Regions from separate parts of the Zea mays genome. Here all the other regions are linked to region 4. A link is a contact called in public Hi-C data. All regions are on one chromosome and are shown on one strand. Each heading gives the region's core, a stretch centred on a gene start, on an enhancer-like site or on the middle of the called end of the contact. The rest is flanking DNA. Distances are from core to core; before and after follow the strand shown. Region 1 holds the start of LOC100281776 (ATP binding protein). Region 2 holds the start of LOC100216776. Region 3 holds the start of LOC100382706 (Protein ESKIMO 1). Region 4 holds the start of LOC100273657 (BCL-2 binding anthanogene-1).

The links. A called contact is a pair of places that touch in the nucleus more often than the background predicts.
Region 1: a Hi-C map of ear shows a contact between it and region 4, with 2.6 times the contacts expected there. The contact joins the promoter of LOC100281776 here to the promoter of LOC100273657 in region 4. A contact is called at or near these places in 5 of 25 Hi-C or Micro-C datasets (bundle sheath, ear, leaf and 1 more).
Region 2: a contact with region 4 is called in a Hi-C map of bundle sheath, with 6 times the contacts expected there. The contact joins the promoter of LOC100216776 here to the promoter of LOC100273657 in region 4. A contact is called at or near these places in 3 of 25 Hi-C or Micro-C datasets (bundle sheath, ear and tassel).
Region 3: a Hi-C map of tassel shows a contact between it and region 4, with 4 times the contacts expected there. The contact joins the promoter of LOC100382706 here to the promoter of LOC100273657 in region 4. A contact is called at or near these places in 6 of 25 Hi-C or Micro-C datasets (bundle sheath, ear, endosperm and 2 more).

What each region holds. Positions count from the first base shown.
Region 1 is chr3:187,848,640-187,851,339 of Zm-B73-REFERENCE-NAM-5.0, forward strand. It overlaps LOC100281776 (ATP binding protein), which reads right to left and starts at 1,263. Exons shown (of 9, transcript NM_001411906.1): 1 at 773-1,263; 2 at 1-438. The coding sequence starts at 1,067.
Region 2 is chr3:187,818,936-187,821,635 of Zm-B73-REFERENCE-NAM-5.0, forward strand. LOC100216776 reads left to right here and starts at 1,434. Exons shown (of 7, transcript NM_001143175.1): 1 at 1,434-1,895; 2 at 2,681-2,700. The coding sequence starts at 1,581.
Region 3 is chr3:188,230,529-188,233,421 of Zm-B73-REFERENCE-NAM-5.0, forward strand. LOC100382706 (Protein ESKIMO 1) reads right to left here and starts at 1,515. Exons shown (of 5, transcript NM_001175429.1): 1 at 666-1,515; 2 at 407-578; 3 at 1-160. The coding sequence starts at 1,387.
Region 4 is chr3:188,038,813-188,041,744 of Zm-B73-REFERENCE-NAM-5.0, forward strand. LOC100273657 (BCL-2 binding anthanogene-1) reads right to left here and starts at 1,612. Exons shown (of 4, transcript NM_001148071.1): 1 at 1,107-1,612; 2 at 42-304. The coding sequence starts at 1,278.

The DNA.
Region 1 (2,700 bases), core at 13-2,512, 190 kb before region 4:
TCTCTGTCTGGTCATCCATGATCTTGTATCTCCCATACACAGTGGAGCTTGAGCTCCTGGCCACATCAAGCCCATCATTCTTGAGTCCCCCTCCACAACAACCACAGAGTGGCGATGAGCATATGTACACCTCAGCACAACCCTCGCATCGGTCACCACCGATGTGTTCGTGACGGTGGTTATGGCCTGCACCAAGCTTGCCTATTTCAACCTGCTCCGAACCATCGTGAGCATCCAGTACAAATTTGTCCTCCTCTTTGCCTTCGTCATCCTCATCGTCCAGCTTGCTAGGGAAGAGGTGATCGTCGTAGAGCCAATCCTCTTGGAAGAAGAGGTCGGTGGTGTCGTACTGGCGCGCTGTACCAAACTCCATCTCCGATGAAGACGCGTCCGACTGCGAATGCCGCGGCGACCATAGTCCATACGGATTCAACAGCCCTATAATCGGCAAAACAACAAGGGAGTTTCGTTCAGAATTAGTGAAATGTGCAGAAATTCGTCACTAAACACAAAACCAAGCGCCAGAGACGGAAATTAAAATGTCGGAGAGGTTTAACAACTCTCGTACAAATCGAAGATCAATTATGCTATAAAGTTCATCTCCACAGGGAAAAACACACGCGCGCTAATCCAACCATCAGCGCCGAATTGGTCCCGAAGCCATAGCCGCGGAAATATCGGCGCACAGATCGAGATTGTGTAATACGCCCCACGGAAAGCAAGGAGGAGAAGGTTTAAAGCTCCCGACAAAAATGCCCCGTGCCTTGGGTACCTGAGGGTGTGGAGCGCAAGCTTACGAAAGCTGATGAGGACGCCGAACCGGAGCTGGAACCGGGGCTCGCGGGCGTCGGCGTGCCAGCGCCAGCGCCGGCACCGGCACCGGCACCGGCACCGCCGGCGGAGGCGGGCATCCGGAGCGGCGGGAGGTGGGGATCTAATGCGGCGTCGTGGCTTTCGTCCCCGGCGGCGGTGCGTTCAAGGACGTCGTCACGAAGCGCGGAGGCCGCGCCGGCGAAGCCGTGGTCGGTGAGGAACGCCATGACCTTGTCCAGCCCCGGCGCCGCCATGCTCCGCGAAGGCGCGCGGTTGGTGGGGGCTATCGGTCTCTCGCTCAAGCGCGCGGTGATGTAAGCGGTTGCGTCGCCATTGGGGTGAACTTGGAAGCGAAGCGAGAGTCTTCGAGTGAGAGGACCGGGCGAGACGGACGAGGAGGCAGCGAAGTCAGAGGAAAGAGAGACAGAGGATTGCAGAGGCGCACGGATCGCAGCTGTCGCGCGTCCGCATAAAAAGGTTGCCGCAGTTGCGTTTCAGTCCCTTCGGCCTTCGAGGCGGTTGGCGAGTGTAGACACTAGACAGGCATTCTACAGTATAGTCAAGTCATCAGATTCTGGTCCGGTTTGTTTCCTTTAAGGGGGTGTTTGGTTACACCCCGCTAAAATTTAGCCCCTGTCCGATCGAATGTTTGAACCTCCGTTCCGGGTATTAAATGTAGTCGGATTATAAAACTAATTTGTCAGCCGAAGATTAAAAGACGAGACGAATCTAGTCCAGTTGGTTGGGTTTATATTTCATACTCCTATTTAAAAGTCAAACGCTTGATGTGACCCGAGCTAAACTTTAGCAGGAGCAACCAAACACCCCCTAAGTCCATCCAACAGATTAGCCTGTTTGTTTGGGCTTATTTAGCGGCAACCAAGGTGTATAGATAGCCATTTGGTACTAACACGATGGGTCAGCCCAGTTACGACACGAAAAAGCACGGTCCAGACACGACCCGGTTAGTATAGTGCCAGTGTCTGGCACGGCACGGCTATAGTATCGTGTCTGGGTCACTATCTCGACCCGTAGTGCTGGCACGGGCACGACACGATTACATTTTTTATTTTAAAAATAATAGTTTACATATATTAAGTATAAGAATTCAACATATAACACAATAAAACTGCAGCCGCACTGACTAGATGGATGCGTTTAAACCTCTTATGCACTCGAATTGTGAGTTTAAGCCCCCACAACTACATATTTTTTTGCTAAATTATACAATACACTCAGATGGGCCATAGTGCCACCAGGTCGACCCGGTACGACTAACAGGTTGACGGGCCGTGCCTGGGCCGCGATCACGGCACGTCGGCCCATCTGGCACGGCACGCTTCGCTAGCTGGGCCTGATGGACCGTGTCGACCATGGGCCGTGCCGGCCCGTTTGTCCATCTATACCAAGGTGGCCAGAATCGTATATTTTCGTTAAATTCCCCTTCCGAAGTTTAGTTCATGTTGTTTGAATATTAAATATATACTTAATTAGGTTTAATAAATTCGTCACATCTTTTAGTCTTCATATATTTCATTAGTTTTATAATTAGACTATATTTAATACTCGTAATTATCGTTCAAACTTTCGATACGACAAAACCTAAACTTTAGTTGGGTAGAATCAAACACCCTCTAAGATTATCTCAGTCCTCTCCATAGCTTTTGTTGTCCAGGATAGAAAATTAAACTAGCAATCAAGAATCTAATAATCGACAAGATCACAAGAGTTTGGTGATACTAGGAATCAACATCTGCAAGAATCATGTCCAGAAAAAGAGGAAACAAATAGGACATGCCTGCTTATTTTAACAAGTCGTCTATGGAATATGGAAGGGTGGTCTGTAAAAGCAGCTCTAAGGTCGCGATTTAGATAATGAATCATATC
Region 2 (2,700 bases), core at 184-2,683, 220 kb before region 4:
GCGGACCAACATGAATTAGACATAGCATGCAACAACTATCGTTTAAATCACGGTATTCGGCGGATTACGTAAATCGTGTGACTGATTAGAGCAACATCAGAAGAACTCGAACTTCATACGCTTGTTTTAATATTGATAATAAACGTCCTAATCAAAAGGATAGATATATAGAGAGAGTATTATTAAAAAAACCTCACGGTCTCATCCTAGCAATTCTCTCTATGAACACGTCTGTGCGTGGCATGACTATCATCACATACCGCATGTTTGGTTGTTGGACGGTGCCAGCCTGGTCCGTACGGGCGTGGCTGCACCGCGCCTGCATGCGCGCGTACGTGCCGAGCGATCGTTTCTGGCGGGCCTGGCTCGCTGTTGTTTCTTGCACCTACTCAGCCTGGTTATGCAGAGAAGTGAAACAAATAAAATGTGATTTGAGAATTTGTGGATGCTGTTTCTCCCTCGGTACAACCAACCAAACGGACGGATAACGAATATCGTGGACCATACCATATTGTAGTATAGTAATTTGATCGAGACTTGTCACGATGTTTACTCCTTGCAGAGGGCCATTTCTGTATTTCCCCCCTTCGAGAACACGTGGTGGATGTTAGTTGAACGGTTGGACCCAGCTAGAAGAGGTCATGTGTGTCTCTGTCTACCTGGCTTTGGTTAGGTACTTGGGTGCCTCCGTGCCTGGCTGCCTATTCAAGTAATATATACACTCAGCATGGCCCGCACTTGCTTTCGTTGTTCTTGGAACACAAAGGGGACCAAAGGTACTTTGTTATGATCACAAAGAAAAGCAATGCCTTCGGTTCGGAGCATGGCGTGTTTAGAGCAGGCCTGGAGGAATATCGTGCTGTGACAGCTAATTTTTTGCACTTGGTTGCTGTGATCGTTTCTCACACACACTTTATGGTCAAAGAGATATTTTTTTTTCAAGCAGTATTATGTAGTCTATATATTGCTACAATAGCCGTGCTCAGGATTGACTAAGAACCTCTCTCTAGTCTGCAATTAGTCCAGTAAAGATTGTGTCAACCAATCCATGCGTTTTGAGAGTTTAGCGTATGACAAAAGGATACGGTGCTACCCAAATCAAACACGACCGGTTGAGATCTACAACATATGTTTATTAAAAAGCTGTGGTAATGTGGGTCAAAATCACTGTACCTCCGTCGATGTTTCCGTCACAGCGAAGAGAAATAGAGGGGGTTAAACCAGACTGAACATCAAGCCAGTGCTAGAAATACGAAACAATAATAATAAAAGAAACACTGGAAAATTGCACGAACCCTGCGTGTGCGCGTACGATAGTTACCACTCGCGGCAGCTCTCCAGTCCAGCTGTACTGTCCATGACAGGTGGGGACATATGAATCTCCACCTATCACGAATACCCTATTCCGCTAAGCTCACCCGCCCGCAAAAACACCACGGGCGCGGGCGCGGAGACCGACCACCACGGCACCACCTCCACCTCCTCCGGTTGCCTTCGGCCTCGCCTCCCCTCCGTCCTCCCCGTCTCCAGCCTCCGGGACCGGAAGCTCCACGTGGCGCGGCAGCTCGTACCCGGCGTCTATGGCGGCGGCAGAAGTGTACTCGCCGACCGCGGCGGCGGCGGCGCAGCAGCAGCGGGAGAAGGCGGCGTCGCAGGCGTGGCGGACGGTGGTAGGGTGGATCGGCTTCCTTGTTCAGGTTCTGCTCCAGATCCTTCGAGGCACGCCGTCCTGCGCCCAGCTCTTATCCTTCGTCGGCGTCCGCTACCCGCTCCTCTCCGGGCCCACAGCCTCGAACCCGTCGCCGGAGGTGGCCTTCATGCCGCTCCGCTCCGAGATCCCAGCTGACGCGGCACCTGCCCCGACACCTGCGCCTGAGCCCCTGGGCCGCCTCAAGGTACGGAGCTTCGATTTTTTTTATTCGATTCGGTGGAGCTTTTGAGATGTCCGGGGTGGGGAAATGGCGCCTTTGTGAAGTAGGAGTAGAAGGGTTTCAATCAAATAGTATTTGGTCTTGGACGTGCTGATCAAATTGGATTATGCTTCGGTATTTGGGGATGATTGGGATTAGTTGGAGTGGCTGATTTAAGGCTAACGGAGATTTGGTGGTTTAGTTCAGGTAGTATTGTTGATTTTTGGTTATAGAATAATTAGTATTTGGACTATATAGCAGACCTTCCCCGATGATTTGGTTACTAGCATGGGCAATTAGTTGCTCTGCAATTGCAAAATAAGGCCTTGATCGTTTTAGTAGTACATACTTACGGCTGCATTATCATCTCCTCTCCATACTGGCGGTGATATGTTTCCGGTGGCCTTCAAGTGAAGCTGTGGGTAGTTCCAGAATACTGGTTCCCTGTCATTCTGTGTAGGTGAGTAGATAACCTTCTATCATTGTTAAAAACATCTTGATTGTAGCTGGATTATGACATATATACTATCTTATCAGCTGATCCAGTACACGGGCTGTTATACTGTAAGGTATGCCCATAGTTAGATTTCTGATAGTTTGGATCGGCAAAGAAGCTTATAGCTTCTCATAAAAGGAGCTGAAACTGAAACTGGAAGTCATATCGTTGCTAAACATTACTACTTAAGTTCCTTGAAATGAAGTCAGACTAAACATTTGTCTCTTATGTTTGCGCATCGGATATTCTCACAACATTAGAGCTGTCTGTTCAGGTAGTGCTTGACTTGGATGA
Region 3 (2,893 bases), core at 265-2,764, 190 kb after region 4:
TGTTGAAGACGAGGTAGTCCACGCCGCGCCAGTTCTCGGCGTGCGCCCCGATCGTGTCCGCCTTGATGATCCGGTGCTGGATGCTGTGGATCTTGGGGTCGTCCGAGTTCGACTCCACAAGGAACGGCGCCCAGTAGAACTCCACCGTCGCGTTGTACTCCTGCATTGCATTGCATTTACAGGCCTGGTCAGCGACGGCCCAGGGAAACGCGCGCGAGAGGTTTGGTGCACCTAGCTAGCCGCCCGTCACCAACGTGCACGCGTCACGGTTGAAAAATGGACGGAAAACTTGAACGAATTGCAGTGTTAGCTAGGGCACCCGTGGGCCCTCTTGGCTAGCTGCCAGAGGATTACGAGTCCTTTGCTAAAGCAGGCGGAAAGGGACAATGGCAGGTACGATACGAACCCAGGCGTGGAAGACGACGCGCTGGCCCTCCCATGTGACGTACTTCTTCCCCGGCGGGGACGCCGACTGCACCAGGCACACCATGGACTCCCACTGGTTGCGGTTCAGCGAGTCCCCCACGAACATGAACCGCTTGCCCCGGAGCCTCTCCATGAACAGCTTCGCGTCGAACCTGCAGGGATGGAATTCCAAAGGCCTCGCCGTTTAGCTAGCTAGCACATATTGTTTGCCACAGCGCGAGCCGAGCCCCGTACCGTACCTGGGCATGGAGCATCCCTTGGGCTGCCACCGCCACTTCTGGTACGTGTCGTCGCGCCGCCCGTTCTTCATGCACGTCACCTGCGACGTCAGGAACTCGCACTCCTCCTCCCGGTACAGCGGGTAGCTCGTGTTGTCGAACACCCACCGCCCCTTGGACAGGTCGCAAGTCTCCGGCACGCCCAGCGCGGGCGGCACCACCGTCTTCTTCGCCGCGCGCTGCTGCCTGCGCGGCTTCTTCTTCTTCTTCGCCGCCGCCTTCTTGGCCGTATTCCTCTCGCTCTTGGCGGCGGCGGTGGCGACCACCTTCTGCTGCGGCTTCTCGACAGCCACCGGCGGCGCCGTCGTCGTCGTCGTCGTGGTCACCGCGTGCTTCTTCGGCTTCTCCTGCTCGCCGCGGTGCAGCACGGCGGCGGGCTTCTCAGAAGCGGAGATGTCTCGCCGGGGCACCACCACGACTTGCCGCCCACCAGCGCCCGTGGTGCCCGGCACCGCTGGCGCGGGCACGCGCGTGAGCGGCTCGATCGTCAGCGACCGGATGTCCTCGCCGTACATCACCACCACGCAGAGGAAGAAGAAGACGCTCGCCACGTAGACCGGCAGCCGCCCGCCCTTGCGCAGCGACGTCGTGGCGTGCTTCGTGGCGGACGCGTCGAGGGCGCCGGCGCCGGCGCCGGCTCCCGCGCCCGCGTGCGACGACTTGCGCCGCCCCGCCAAGCTCATGGCGCCCGCGCTGGCTGATCCTAGCTAGTGCCTAGTATAGCCCTCTCTCTCTCTCGATCTCCCTGTGCGCCGGAGCCGGACTACTGTGTTTTCGCTTGGACAGACCGGTCGATGGCGTGCCGCGACCGCGATCAGAACTCAGAAAGCGGGGGAAGCCGGATCGTCGGGGCGGTCTTTATGGGTTTGTGGCGAGCCCCGGCCGGGGGCGGGGAGTCAGCACCGGGGGGCTGCGGATTTGGTGAGGAGGGGACGATGCCAATCCCCTGGATGCTTCTCACACCCTTCTCTTCTTCCCTGGGCTGGGCAGCCGTTGAACGGGCAAGTGCAAGCAACAGGCATTAATTGGATGGATGCAACGGGTGATTCGTTTTTATTCCTTGACAAATTCTCCTACTAGTCGTCGCGACCTGGCCATTGGAGACGAGACGAGAGGCATGGACAAACGTGGTACAGCACGTCACTGACATATTTGGACTAGTTTAGTTTCAACAAATACTTCGTATGCACAGCACCGTACGTATTGAATAGTACTCTATACACGCACACACACACCTCTAAACATTATTATTGAGGAGATCGGAAAAGATCTGTAACCGATCCAACTGTTATTCCAGAACCATTAATAATTTAGGAGGAGTTAATAGCTAATTGACTAAAAATTTGCTAGTGGAATTAGGGGTGTTTGAATGCACTAGAACTAATAGTTAGCTGGCTAAAAATTATTAGTGAAATTAGCTTGCTAATAAATAACTACCTAACTATTAACTAATTTACTAAAAATAGCTAATAGTTAAATTATTAGCTAGTTTGTTTGGATGTCTCAACTAATTTTAGCGGCTAACTATTAGTTTTAGTGCATTTAAACACCCTCTTAGTATACGGTAGAAAAGGTGCAGAGCTAGCTATCTTGTTGGACGGTGAGCTGCTACCAGTAAATGGCCACATATGTTTGAACGATTTTATCTGTCCGATCTGATGCTGTCAGGTCAACGGGGTAACTCCATTCTATATATACAGGGGGCAGCAGCCTGTTTTCGAAATATGATGATGATGGTGATGGTACGACGAGCACATGTTGAGAACAACATGAACACGCATTTCCTCTCGAAAACGAAGAACGTATACGTGCGCGTGCCTCACATGTAAATATACCACGATTTCACTTGATCTCTCTCCCAATATGTTTTCGTCGCCTTGATTGGTACAGTACAATAACGCGTGACATTCCAGCTGACGTTCTGTATGTCATGTGCAGCGTCCGGTTTCGAGGCTTCTGGAAATGACGGGGTTGCGTCGACGACGTGACGGCTGATTATTATTCCAGTACGGTGTGACAGAGGAGACTTCTCTTGGTACCGGGGGACCTGGATCACTCCTGGATTTTGAAAGCCAGTATATTGCCCCAGTTTGTTTCAGCTTTTTAGAGCTTCTAACCATCAAAAGCTGCTGCGGACTGTCAAACGTTCAGCTTTTCAGTCAGTTTCTATAAAATTCGTTTAGGTAAAA
Region 4 (2,932 bases), core at 362-2,861:
TGCTTAAACAACTAAGGAAGGCAGATGGAATGTCCCTTCACCTTAGCAGACAGCTTATCAACTTCAACTCTAACACGAGCAACAGCCGCACATGCCTTCATCATGCTTTCATCCATAATCACAGGCTCAACCTTCTGCTCTATGTTGGCAGGGGCAGGCTTCTCGAGCAGAAGCAGCTTTGCTCCATCCTTAACACCTGCCGTGTGCAGGAACTCTCTGTCACTCTTCTCCTTCCCACGGAAGAAGAGCCTCTGCCTCTCAGGCTCCAAGCCAGTAGTCTGAACAAGGATCCTCTTCAACTCACCTTCATATACAAAATTACAAAGTGCCTATTAGAATATTGTAAACCAGCACCTTCAAGCAATCAATGCAGAAGCAAGAATCATTTATGCAGGTTTATTGATTATTTGGGGGTAAAGGTAATCGTATCTGCTTCTTTCCAATGATAAACTGTATACAGATTGACTGACAAAATGCTCCCCGCGCATGTAAAGACCTACTAGGTGATGTAATGGTTTGTCCCATTGCACGTGAGGCTATAAGCCAATGAGGTTCCAATTGATGTTTGATCATCACAACTGGCCAGGTGTTATTAATGTACTACATCCGTTCTCGAATATTTGTCGCCGGCTTGTTCATTTTTAAACGCTAGTGTTATCAATAAGAAGAATAACTAGTACTACTTATGGATCAATGGATGGTATAAGTACTACTACTTCTATAACATTGAAACAGATGGTCAAGGATTAGTACGAAAAGCTAACCGATAACAGTTAGTAGGTATCTTGTCGCCGTTCAGCACGGTAAAGTTGCCGGAGCAGGGTCATGATCGATTCATCAAGTACGTAAGCACTTTTCATCCTGACATGAAAACATTCGAGAACCATCTGTTGTTCGTCTAGACTCGTCTGGAATCTAAAATCAATAGCTGGGACTGGGAGAAAGAACTGAAAAATCGTGTTGACTTAAACTAAAATCCACTAGATTGTCAGTTGACATGTCAAGATCCAAAACCCAATTCCTCCTATACATCTTCGCCAAAGCGAATATGCGACATAAGGGAGTAGGGATCAGTAACGACTAACGAACAGGGTTGGCTAGCGTACCGAAGGTAGCCTGCGCCGGCACGACGACCTCGCGGAAGTTGGCGCCGTGGGAGACCCTGATCCTGATGACGGGGCCGGCCGCCTCACCGTCCCTGCGCTGCACCAGCATCCCGCCGGGCCGAACCTCCCACTCGCCCTCGGCGTCCCTCCCGCCCGATCTGCCGCTCATCATGCTGCCGTCGCTGACGCCTTTATGGCTCCGCCTCCAGCGACCGACCCACTGGCTGGCTCAGCTCGCGCTGAACGCGAAAGCGACTGGGTGAGGGAAAAAAGAGTTTGGTGGCGCGTGGCTTTTGCGATGGGTGGCGGGGCGACCTCCCGTGTGCCTTCCCTCCCGGAGAAGCAAGCGTGGAAGGGTTGGGGAGGAGGGGAGCGGAGGTACGAGTCGGCGGTGGGAGTAGGATTTTGCGAGAACTTGCCGCAAGTACAGCTTTGGATGCTCGCGAGGTGCAGGCGGGGACGATGGATGGGTGGACGGAAGGACTGGACTGGCTTGGGGAGTTGGCTCCGGCCCGGGACGGATACCGTGTGCTGCTGTGCGCTGTTGCTGTGCTGACTCGCCGTGTCCGCCGTGGATAGGACGGTCCCCACGAGAGAGCTTATGGGGTCGGCGAGGACCGGGCCTCATTAGGGCCGGCCTCGTGGCATGGTCGAGAACTCGGTGGAGACTCGAGAGGTTGTGCGGCGCTCGGTTGGCCCCGTCCCCCACGTGAAATTTTGGTTTGGATGAATCATCCGCTTCGTGGTGTGGCTTTCGTGTTTTTTTTTTGCACTTCGCAACGGGCAATATCATGAGCAGCTATCCCAGGCTCCCAGCCCGGTACAAAGGACTCGTCAATTCTAGTGTAGGACCCTTTGCTTGTTCAATCTCGGCTGCGCCTGCGTCTAAAAAAAAGTGAATGTGGATTTGAGATTTACTGCGTAACAGCTTTATGGTAAATCTAATATTCACAAATTGTTAATTTAAGGTACACGACAGTTCCAGATCTAAAGATTTTGGTTGGGATGACCTCTTTAATTTGCCCTTGAGATCGTTTGAAAATATCTACTTTATATGCTATACGTGTTCTATTGATATTTATTCACAAAAATGTTTTTAAGCAAATGCAATATTTTCACATAAATACTCATGAGATCAAATGAAGACTAATTTCCATTGCATGCTAGTCCTAAGCAAGAGCAAGTACTATGGTCATTTCATCGTGAAATACATCCATAATAGCGACATTAGCTTCTATACTAATACCATTTAATATGACTGCATATCGGTTATATCTTTCGGGTATTATTAGTACAAAATTAGGATCATGATCGAAACAAGCGAAGTGCAAATCTGGCACACAGCTTTAAGGATAAAACCGAATACCCACAATACATGTAATCGGATCAAGAATCACATGTATAGCGATGTCATATAATAGACTATATCAAAACACAATGCTTTATTATATCAAAATAGAGTATTTATTACATAATCGCGATACTGTTTTAAATCCACCAGTAGACCTTCCAATCTCAAGCCTAGAACTCGTCGTAGTCCTAAAATTTCTAAGTTCAGGACACATGTTCTCCATATAGATATAAAAAGTACATAGGACAGGGGTGGAAAAGGCTAGAGTGAGTACTTTCGCACTCAACAAGTACCTCACTTTGGTAAAAGTGGGTTGGCTATATAGTGGGCTAGCTTGAGCGGTTGCTTTTAGTTGATCAAGTTTTATTTGTGCTTGAAAAGCATTCTAACCCTCTTTTTATAAAACATTATGTTTAGTAAAATCCCTTACAAACCAATAACTTCAACGTTCATTATATCCACAATGAAACGTTCA